Linked DNA regions of Nomascus leucogenys: region 2 is linked to region 1. A link is a contact called in public Hi-C data. All regions are on one chromosome and are shown on one strand. Each heading gives the region's core, a stretch centred on a gene start, on an enhancer-like site or on the middle of the called end of the contact. The rest is flanking DNA. Distances are from core to core; before and after follow the strand shown. Region 1 holds the start of NKX2-2 (homeobox protein Nkx-2.2). Region 2 has its middle 28 kb from the start of KIZ.

Region 1 (4,655 bases), core at 1,547-4,046:
TAATTGAATCAACTGCATAGCAGTGCCAACAGCTATAACAAGCAAAGAACTTCTCCATGAGAGGACCTTTGAATAACTCTTTTCAAGACAATTCCATTATATCCTATTTCAAGTCAAAAGACGCTAGAGTATTTATTTCAGCTGATTGTGTGTTGACTTGCAAGTGAGAACTGATCACTCCCAGAGGGGAACAACTATACCTGATGGTGCCTTTTGGAGGGGGCTTCGTGGAGGAAGGTTTTTCCCATGTGAAAAGTCTGTGAATTTTGAGTCCATGAGTAGGACAGGAAGGTTTCTGAAGTAAGAATAGCATAAAAGGTGGTGGAACTAAGAACCGCATGCAATCTGTTGAGGTTGGAGGGTGTAGTGTATGAAGTTTAGCACCAGATTACTGAATAAGCCCAAAGAGAAGAAACAGGAGTTGTATCTAAGCAGTCGTATTTCATTTATGCTTGCTCCCCACTGCATCTTCTTTGTCATGGATTTTTAGTATCAGTTACCTAGTAGATGCCCTGCTACATTTGCTGGTTTAAAATGGGTTTACCTAACCAGGGAATGATGTAAAGCCTGCCTTGATGTACTCTTTGCTTCATGTATCTCAGTTTTCCACCCTGGGAGCACCAGACCCTGACTTTCTAAGCTCCTTGTCTGCATCTCAGTCCTCTGCCTAGCACATATCTGTGGTACATGCAGGAAGAAAGCATGAGCCTCTTCACAGGGCACTTGTGAGACAAAGACACCCATTCCCACGAAGACTACATATGTGAAGGCCTGCCTTCAAATCCGCTTGTCTAATTTTGGTCATGAAGCAATATTTTCATCCAAAGAAGCAATTGATCTGTGATCTCAGCGCTTCCACTTGGAGGTAATGTAAACCCAGAAATAGACCCTATAGTTTGGGTTTTAACCATAAATAAAGATGTAAAAATCCAAGAAAGAAGAGTGAAAAATAGTATAATTTCCCAAGATCAACCACTCCTGCAGGCCTGAAGGTAGCCCCAGGTTTTTCTGCAGTTAACTAAAGCTTTCTAGGAGCTCATCTAAAGCCCAAGAGAGCAAACCCAGAGAGTCACTGTTCCTCCTCAGCACTTCAGGTTAAGAGGTTCATTTTATAGCTCTTTTTGCCCCTATCAAATGGGTCTCTCCTCCCCACCCCCAGCCCATGTTGGTTCTCCCCTTCTCTCCCACCCTCTTTCAACAGCATCATTTTTCCACCCTTAACAGCCATCTAAGGATAGTTATCCAGTGAACACAGACCTGGGGTAACTGGTAATGGTAAAGTCAAAGGCTTATGTTTTTCCCTGCAGTAGGGCAACATTTTTCATCTCTTATTTTCCTTGGCCAGAAGGAAGATGTCATTCAGGGAACCCCAGGTGTTTTGAAGATGAAAAGGAAGGTAGGGGGTCTGGCTCAGTGCTTATTAACCACAGAGAGAATTTGGTTCACTTCAAGAAATAGTAAAATAATGGCAATGGAGAGACAATGCCTCTTAATGAATTCATGTGAGTAAAGTACGAGGTGACCAGTTTGGGGACATGCAGTCCTGAGGCTGCCTTCTGAAGAAGGAAAGCAAAACGATTGTTTTCTATTAGAACAGAGTATTTACTTCCCTTTCCTGCAGCACCCAGGGCCACCGGATTCCATATTCCGAGGCCAGGGCTGCCTCTCCCAGTGCTCTGGCTGCCCTTCAATTTAAATAAGGCAGGTGACATGCGACCACCGGCCCGAGGCAAGAATAATTTCAGGTGCTCCCTCAGCCAGGTGAACTGCTCCACTTCCCAAAATCCTTCCCTCAGGGCTCAGGAGACCCCACCCTCAAATCCCACCCACCCACAGAGTTGGGCATCTCTAGCACACTACCCTTGCTGTGTCAGACCGGGTCCCATGAAACGTATCAACCGCCTGGAAAATAAAACAACCTCCCAGGGGCCCGTAACAAAAGGAAGGCAAGAGCAGGGGAAACAGGAAAGCTACGGAAATAAACCCCAGAGACTGCCTTTAATCCTGGACAGGTGGCATTTTGGCACAAGCGCACTGAAATCACTTTCCTCCCCTGGGCTGCAGGGGTGAATCCCTTTCCCGGGAAGACCGATACCCCTCAACCTGGAGAGGAGATCGTGCCGGGGGAGGAGCCTGGAGCCGGGGCGAGAGGTCTGTGACCTCCCGCGAAGTCGTGCTATCGGCCTTGGATCCGCGTATCTAGTGTAAACGCGGTTTCACACATAAATAACGTGCCACATCTGGCCCTTTGGTTTTATGGCGTCTTAGCGACCGAGCAATTTATAGATGGCGACCTTGTTAACCAGCAGTCCGGGCTCGCCAGGAGCTGCGGAGTCCAAGGCACTGCTGGGGAGGGAGGAGGGGCGAGGGTCAGGAGAAACCTGGGGTCCCAGGTCTCCAGCTCAGAGGGGCGCTGGAGGGAGGGAATCTACCGGCGCGTTTGGGGGCAGGGGGCCGAGGCGGGGTGGAAGCCCCCTCCCCGCAAAGCCGACCATGTGGCAGCTGAAAGAGCCATCGAAGCCCAAGTGTGTTTGCGCTCATACCCAATTTATTACCGCTGAACATATGGCCAATATTTTGACTCACGTCAGTCCGGCAAGGAAAACAAACAGAGCGCGCGCGGCGCGGGGGAGCTGCCCCCTCCACTGGGGCTGCGCGGTGGCCGCGGGGCCGGAGCTGGGAGGGTGGGGCCGCTGGGCCGGGAGCCTGGAGCCAGGAGCCCGGAGCCGGGAGGGGGAGCGCTCGCCCGCCGCGTCGAGCCGCCGCCCGAGCGCCCGCGACTCCGCAGCCGCCGGTGACTCGGGATAAAGAACGGCCAGGACCTGCGCGCTCGCCCAGCCGAGGCTCCAGCGGCGCAGCCGCGCTCCAGGTGAGCCTCCAGCTGGCGCGCGTTTCCGGTGGACGCGGGATGGGGGTGGCGCGGGGCACCCGGCGGAGCCCGGGAGCCGCAGCGGAGCCCGGCGGTGGCGATGGAGGAAGCCCGGCGTCGCCCTCGCTGCCAGGCGCTGACTGTCTGGTCCTCCTGCCACAGCCGCCCGGCGCGGGAACGCGCTCCGGGCACGGTCACCGCGGCCTGCCAGCAGAGAGGGGTTTCGGGGCACCGTCGTCGCCGCCGAGCGGCGCCGGAGCTCGGGTTCATGGCGGACCCCGGTTATGAGCCCCTCGCTCTCCCGGGTCCTGACTCGGCTCAGTCCCCAAGCCGCGTAGTCCGGACGCAGCAGGTGGGCAAGTGCGGGGCCTCTGAAGTTCTCCCCGACTTTGCGGATCACGGCAGGAGTGGGGAGCACTCGAGGACAGGCAGAGCCCCTCTGTCGCGCCTGCAGTCAGGAAAAGTTTTACCTGCCGCCGAGGCCAGGTGCTCCCGCCGCTGCGCACTTTCCGGTGCGGTCAGGGAAAGCGGGACTGTCCCAGGGGCTGGGAAGGTGCGGGGCTGGGGGGTGGAGGAGGAGGGAGGGGCGCGGCACCCGCGGCGGCCCCCGCCTGCGGTCCCCTGAGCCCCGCCTGGTAGGGCGCGCGGTGGGGGAAGGGCGCAGAGCGAGGGGGGTCCGGGTAGGTGGAGTACTAGATAAAGACGCGCCTTGAAATGCGGCGGGGCTGTCGCCGCAGCTCCGGGAGTAGGAGGCGGAGCGGGCGCACGGAGCGCCTGGCTAGCTCCCTCCGGATTGCTCGGGGCCGGTTGCGCCTCGGCTGGCGGGGCCGCGGTGAGGAAGGGGCGGCCGCTGCACCCACCTCCACCGGGTAAGTCGCCCCCTGTGCGTCGCAGGGGGCTCGGGATCGGGGATTGAAACAGAGGCAGAAGTCCCGAAGGTAATTTGGAGATGGCGCCCAGTGGAGACAGGGGCTTCTCCTCAGGCGGAACTGGGACGTGAGGGGACGGTGGTGATGAGCAGGAGGGCAAGCGGTGGGAGTCGCAGACAGGAGGAGCCGGGGCTGAGGGCCCGCGCCGTGGACTGAGGTCTCTGGAGAGGCGACTGAAGACTGGAGTTTGGGAGGCGAGTGTCGCCTGGGCCGCGGCCGGCTCCGGACAGTTCTCGTTTGTGTCAGTAGAGATCGCCAGAGGATCAGAAATGAACCTCGGTGAGGTCCTTGTCTCCGAGGGGCGCCCCCTCCGCCCCAACCTCCTCCCATAGCACACACGCACACACTACCAGGAGGCTCTTTGGAGCTCCTCTGGCGCCTTCTCGACTTTAGTGGCTCTTGGGGCTGGAAAGGGGTCGTTGCGTCTAGGGGAAGGTTGTGAACCTCTGGTGCTCACACTGGAGAGAGAGAGACAGAGCCCTAGGAACCCCCTCTCTGTGCCCAAGGGCCCAAGGGTGCATTCCCTGTCCTTCCCGGACCCAGCCCTTAGCTCGAGCTAAGAGCGTGCCTTCCCCGCGCCACCGACAACTACTTTTCACATCAGCCTGCCCGACCCAGCTTTAAGTGTTGAATGCTAACCCGTTAGGAGAGCCGCTTGTTTTCCAAAGTCTTGTGGTAATGATTTTGTCACGTGTTAAGAAGTAAATTCAGATAAGAGAGTGCTTTCAGCGCGCGTTTCCTGGAGAAACCCAGATCTCCCGTATTGAAATCGCCCTCATCCGGGGAAGGTCGGGCTTGGCTGAAAGAACGTTCCTGAAGGCAACACTGACGATGCGTAATCTCATTGTAACATATTT
Region 2 (4,655 bases), core at 634-3,133, 430 kb after region 1:
CAGTTGCGAGGCCCAAGTATACCTAAAGCAGAATCTCGGCCGCGGGCCTTCAGCACTGCCCTCCAGGCCTGGGAAAGATACCTCGATGCCCAACTGGCCACGCCGCCAGGTCTGGCCTTGCGTATCCGCCTCCAAGGATCCAAGGCCGGCCTGGGGCTGTACATTCGAGTCCGGGGAGAGCCCGGAGCTACTCCATCACCGCCCCTGCCCCAAGGCGGTCGCGCCCTCACCCCACGCCGCACTCCACCCCCAACCACCCCCGCGTGCCCCCCGCGAGCCTCTGGCCCCTGCACGCAGCTAGGGGGCTGTGTTCCAACTCCCATCTCCATCCCCATGGTGGCGCAGCCGAGGAAACCTTTCATGACTAAGGCCAAGCCCAAGCCCAATCGTGGCAGCTTTTCCAGGAGGCAGGCACTGGGCGGTTAAATTCGAAGGAGCGGGTAAATACGTCTTGCCCGGCTCCAAAGTTAGCTGCCTGCGCAAAAGGAAGCGCTGAGCTACCCGGTGGAACTGCCTAGCCGCTAGCGTGGCTACTCCAACCTGGGGCCCGAGCCCCCGGAGCTGGCGGCCGCGGACTGCGTCCCTGGGGACACTGGAGGGGACTCCAGGGACAGCGTGGGTGGGCCTTTCCCCCCCGCACGCGCCTCTGTTACTCTCTTTCGGGGCCAGAGCCGGGGCAGCGCTTTAAATTAAAGTCGACCTCCAGCGCTGGGTGAAGTCTTGGGTCCGCCCGGTCCCGGCCCGGGAGCCCTAGGTGAGGGTGGTCGGGGTTTGGCAGGGGCTAGCGGGTCAGCCCCTATTTCTGCCACCACCCCGATTGCTTCTCGATGTCCGCCCCCGCGCTCCCTCCCTCGCCCGCGCTCCCTGCACGTCGCCGCGTTTACCAGCGCGTTTTGTTCCCCTGTCGGATTCCCGGCCGAGGGGCTGTAACCGTGCTCTCCTCCGACGGACGCTAATCAAGTAATTTCCCCATCCCAGCCCCATCAAATTGCTCTTTAGCTGTTGAACCGCGGAGTTTTGCTCGCCTTTTCACATGCTAATCACGCCCATTCAGCGGCTCTCGGTGGGGCTGTTTGTCGCGGGATAAATCTCCTTGTTTGCCCGCTGCATGATTAATTGATATTGTTGTCTGGCTTTTGTGGGGACCGCGAGGAGCTGAAAGGCGACGCGTCGTGGCTGCGCCGGGGCCGCTGGCGACATCATCGGGCTGCCGAGGTCCCGGCGCGGTCGGGCCGGGGCTGATGACATTATGGGCCCGATTTGGTTTTCCTTATTAGAAACATGATGAAAGTAAGACTAGTAAGACTTGGAAACCTCCGGTCTTACAACCCACCAACTGGGTGCAGAAACCGCAGGCGTTTAAGCCACAAGCTCAGACAAAGCCCTGGTGTTTGCTCAATTCAGGGGAAAAAGTGGATGTCACTTCTCCACGCAGGAGACAATTAAATCTCATTTCGGCCCACCCGGGATTTCAACAGAGTTGAACATGAACGCACAGCATAGTGGTTTGGTTTTACAAAGAACAAAAAGAAAAAAAATGTTTTTTGGGTTAGCGGTTGTAAAAGCAGGAACCTTCTAAGGTTAAAACCCCTAAAAAATAAGTAAATGGAAGCCAGAGCCTCCCTTGTAGGCAGCGGTGGAGGAAAGTTGCGCAGAGGAGCTTCCACGCCAGGCCCCTAGCGATGCAGTTTGCGGAAACGCGACTCCCTTCGAATCGTCGGCTTCGGTGAAACCCCGGGCTAACGCTGGGCTCGCGCGATTCCCAAGGCCCGCGTCCGCCTACAAGCCAATGTTTTATTTGACATCACTGGTCCCTGCTCGTGGCAGTATTTTGCCGCCGCCCGCAGGTGTACAGTCAAACCAACAAATTCCTCCGCCCCCTGTACCCCTCCCACTCTCTCCCCTGAGCACTGGGGTTTTATCCTCTACGGACATTCCTAAAAACTTGAAGATTCAATTAAATAATTTCAGTTACGAAGTGCTACTACCGCCTGCTTATTGCAAATATTTCCTTTTTCGAGTTCTTAAAAAAAAAAAGCAAAGAGAAGAAAAGAAACTGTCGCTTTCGCTTTCACTGCGCGCGGGGTAATTGATAGGCGCCATCGGAGGTCAGAATTTGCATAAGAATTAACAGCAGTAAATTAATTTAATATTCCATGCACATCTCCAATTATTCCTGGAGACCTTTGTCTCCGCGGCTGCCAGAGAGGGGATTCAGCTGCTCTTCAGCCAAACAACATCTGTGCGGTTAATAATTTGATAAACAGCTCATACAAATAGTTTCTGAATTATCTGGCAGCCCAATGACTATTCAGTTTGGAAACGTTTTGGCAGGGTCTCCCGGAGTCCTCTGAGAGCCTCAGGCACCCGCCCTGACAAATGTCTTCTTATCTTTTAAACATCAGCAGACGACAATGTGTAAAATAAGTAATTATCATTAAGCAATAACTCTAACCCTTATATATAAAAAAAGAAGGGCCCCTGGGTCACCAGGGTGTCAGCAGGTCGTCTGTCAGGTACCCCAAGATGAAGAAATATGTTGGGGAGTGGGGATGGGTGAAGAATGACCTGAAGGGGAAGAGAAGACCTGGGTGCTGGGAGGGGCTGGATAGGGATGGGGAGCTGTGTTTTTAAAGATCGTGGATTGAAATTGAGTGACAATTTGTGCATGGAAATATCTGTAAGGAAGGCTCACAGTTGCCACTGGAAAGGAACCAAGGTAGGTGGGCTACAGGGAGACCAACTTTCCACTGTGCTGTTTCTTGAATCTTTCACTTTTCTCCCCACGTGCAGGTATTGTTTATTTCAAATGTAAGTACATAAAAATATATTGTGTTTACCAGAAAGCAGGGTAAATTATTTTGGCTGGATATTGTCCTGCCTGGCTCGGGGCTATCCTCCTCCTGACCACTGTCCTTCCTTCCTATCTTCACCCTCAGCCAGTGCACCCGCATCCTGAAAGCAACTTCCCAGAAAGCACAGGTTTATCCAAAACCGTGGAGAGGGCACACATCCTGTCACAGACTCAGCCAAAGCACTGAGTTGGCCCAAACTGGAAAGGAGGCACTTGTAGAATGAGGCCGTTGTGTTGTTAAAACAGGCCTGAATTTAAACACTTACCCGTTGCTCTTCTTGTTTCTACACTAAAGATTTCATGGCTGCGATTATGTTCTTTTATCTTTCTGTTACCCAGAGCAGAGCCTGTTCCTGATAAAAAGTCTAGAAAGGAACCATTTGATCATGAATGAGACTCAGGATGCTCTAATTCGTGCAACCTGCACATTGCAGCTCTGTTTACTCCAAGCCTGTGTTTACCCTGGAATTGTTCTGCACCCTCTGCAATATAATAGGATGTTCGAGCAGGATCTTTATCTCTCTGTCTATACATTCCCACATGTTTGATGTATACACCTCACCCATTCAATATTCTACTTTCTATTTCCTATACTGCCAGCAATCTAAGTACTTGAAGCCACTGAAAACTACCTAGAAGTTCTGAGGAGTGTCAAAGCAGTAACATGCTAGAGCTTTGTCCTGGTACTCTAATGAGCCCAGGTAGCATTGAGCTTTAAATACAGGCAAACCCTTCAGACTACAGGTTTAAATATACAACTTTACAGTGAATTCAATGCTTGCCTGGGCTCAATTGAAGAATTACTTTTCCAGAAAAGTAGTCATTGTGTCACAAGAGTATGACAATAGCATTTCTACCGGGCACATTCATTTCTATTTTTAACATTTTCTTCTTGCATTTCATTAGTTTTTTTCCCCATAGAACTATAGACACTGCTGGGCCATGCAGGCTTTTATACATATAAAAATCATCTCTGCTATTTATGATTGGGGGTCTCTGTCTGCATCCTATTATTAATTTCTGACTTTGATTCAGACTCCTCTAGTCAGCAGAGTGATTTGAAAACATTTCTTTTCTTAAATGGAACATTTTCAGTCCTTTGGGGAACCATTCTAATTTTAAACACCAACATATTCAGTTTCTTAATCTGCAGCCACTGGTGTTGCTCATTTTTATATACAGAACCTATCCCCTTTGGCGCTAGTTCATTTATGCTTGATATTTATCTTCTTTACATTTGTTTGACTATTTTTCAAGGCAGTATATGGGCAGAAAATGGCTACTAAACAAGAAGGCAGGGAGCTTGGGTTATATTTTTGACTATGTCAGTAAAGCTACAGAACATGGAAATGCTGAGAATTTTTTTTTTAAACTAATGAGCCCTCTCCAGAAAAGCCGTCTGGATACCATTAAAGTTGATGAGTTTGGAAGGCTTATCCTGATAAATGCTTGGCTTTTTTGGTGATTAGACACATATTTTCAACACAGTCTACTGAGACTGAGGTTTGCATTTGGAGAGAGGTTTGTTGAGCATAACAGGAAATTGTTGGGGGGAAAAATCCAAAGTACCATCTTACTGTATAGGGTTCAAATCAGAGGTAACTGCTGCTCTTGTTCACTTGCACAGAAATATTAGAAATATAATAATGAGTTGTGTCCAATAACTTAAACGAAACAAACCTTGGTAATTTTCAACCTACATGTAAAAAAATATATACCTTATATCTTGGGAAAAGTTAAAGAATGGTTAAGGCAGAATAACGATTTTAAAATTTAGTGCAATCTCTATTGAGCATAAAGG

The links. A called contact is a pair of places that touch in the nucleus more often than the background predicts.
Region 2: a contact with region 1 is called in a Hi-C map of an unstated tissue, with 4 times the contacts expected there. The contact joins the enhancer-like site here to the promoter of NKX2-2 in region 1. A contact is called at or near these places in 2 of 4 Hi-C or Micro-C datasets (a lymphoblastoid cell line and an unstated tissue).

What each region holds. Positions count from the first base shown.
Region 1 is chr13:43,573,649-43,578,303 of Asia_NLE_v1, forward strand. It overlaps NKX2-2 (homeobox protein Nkx-2.2), which reads left to right and starts at 2,797. Exons shown (of 4, transcript XM_030826388.1): 1 at 2,797-2,869.
Region 2 is chr13:44,001,983-44,006,637 of Asia_NLE_v1, forward strand. No RefSeq gene overlaps it. Among named protein-coding and RNA genes, the nearest start is that of KIZ, 28 kb to the left of the region's middle. Within about 2 kb of position 1,884, the one cell type or tissue checked has an H3K27ac peak away from gene starts, as active enhancers do. A contact at or near this core is called in a lymphoblastoid cell line, where this site is marked.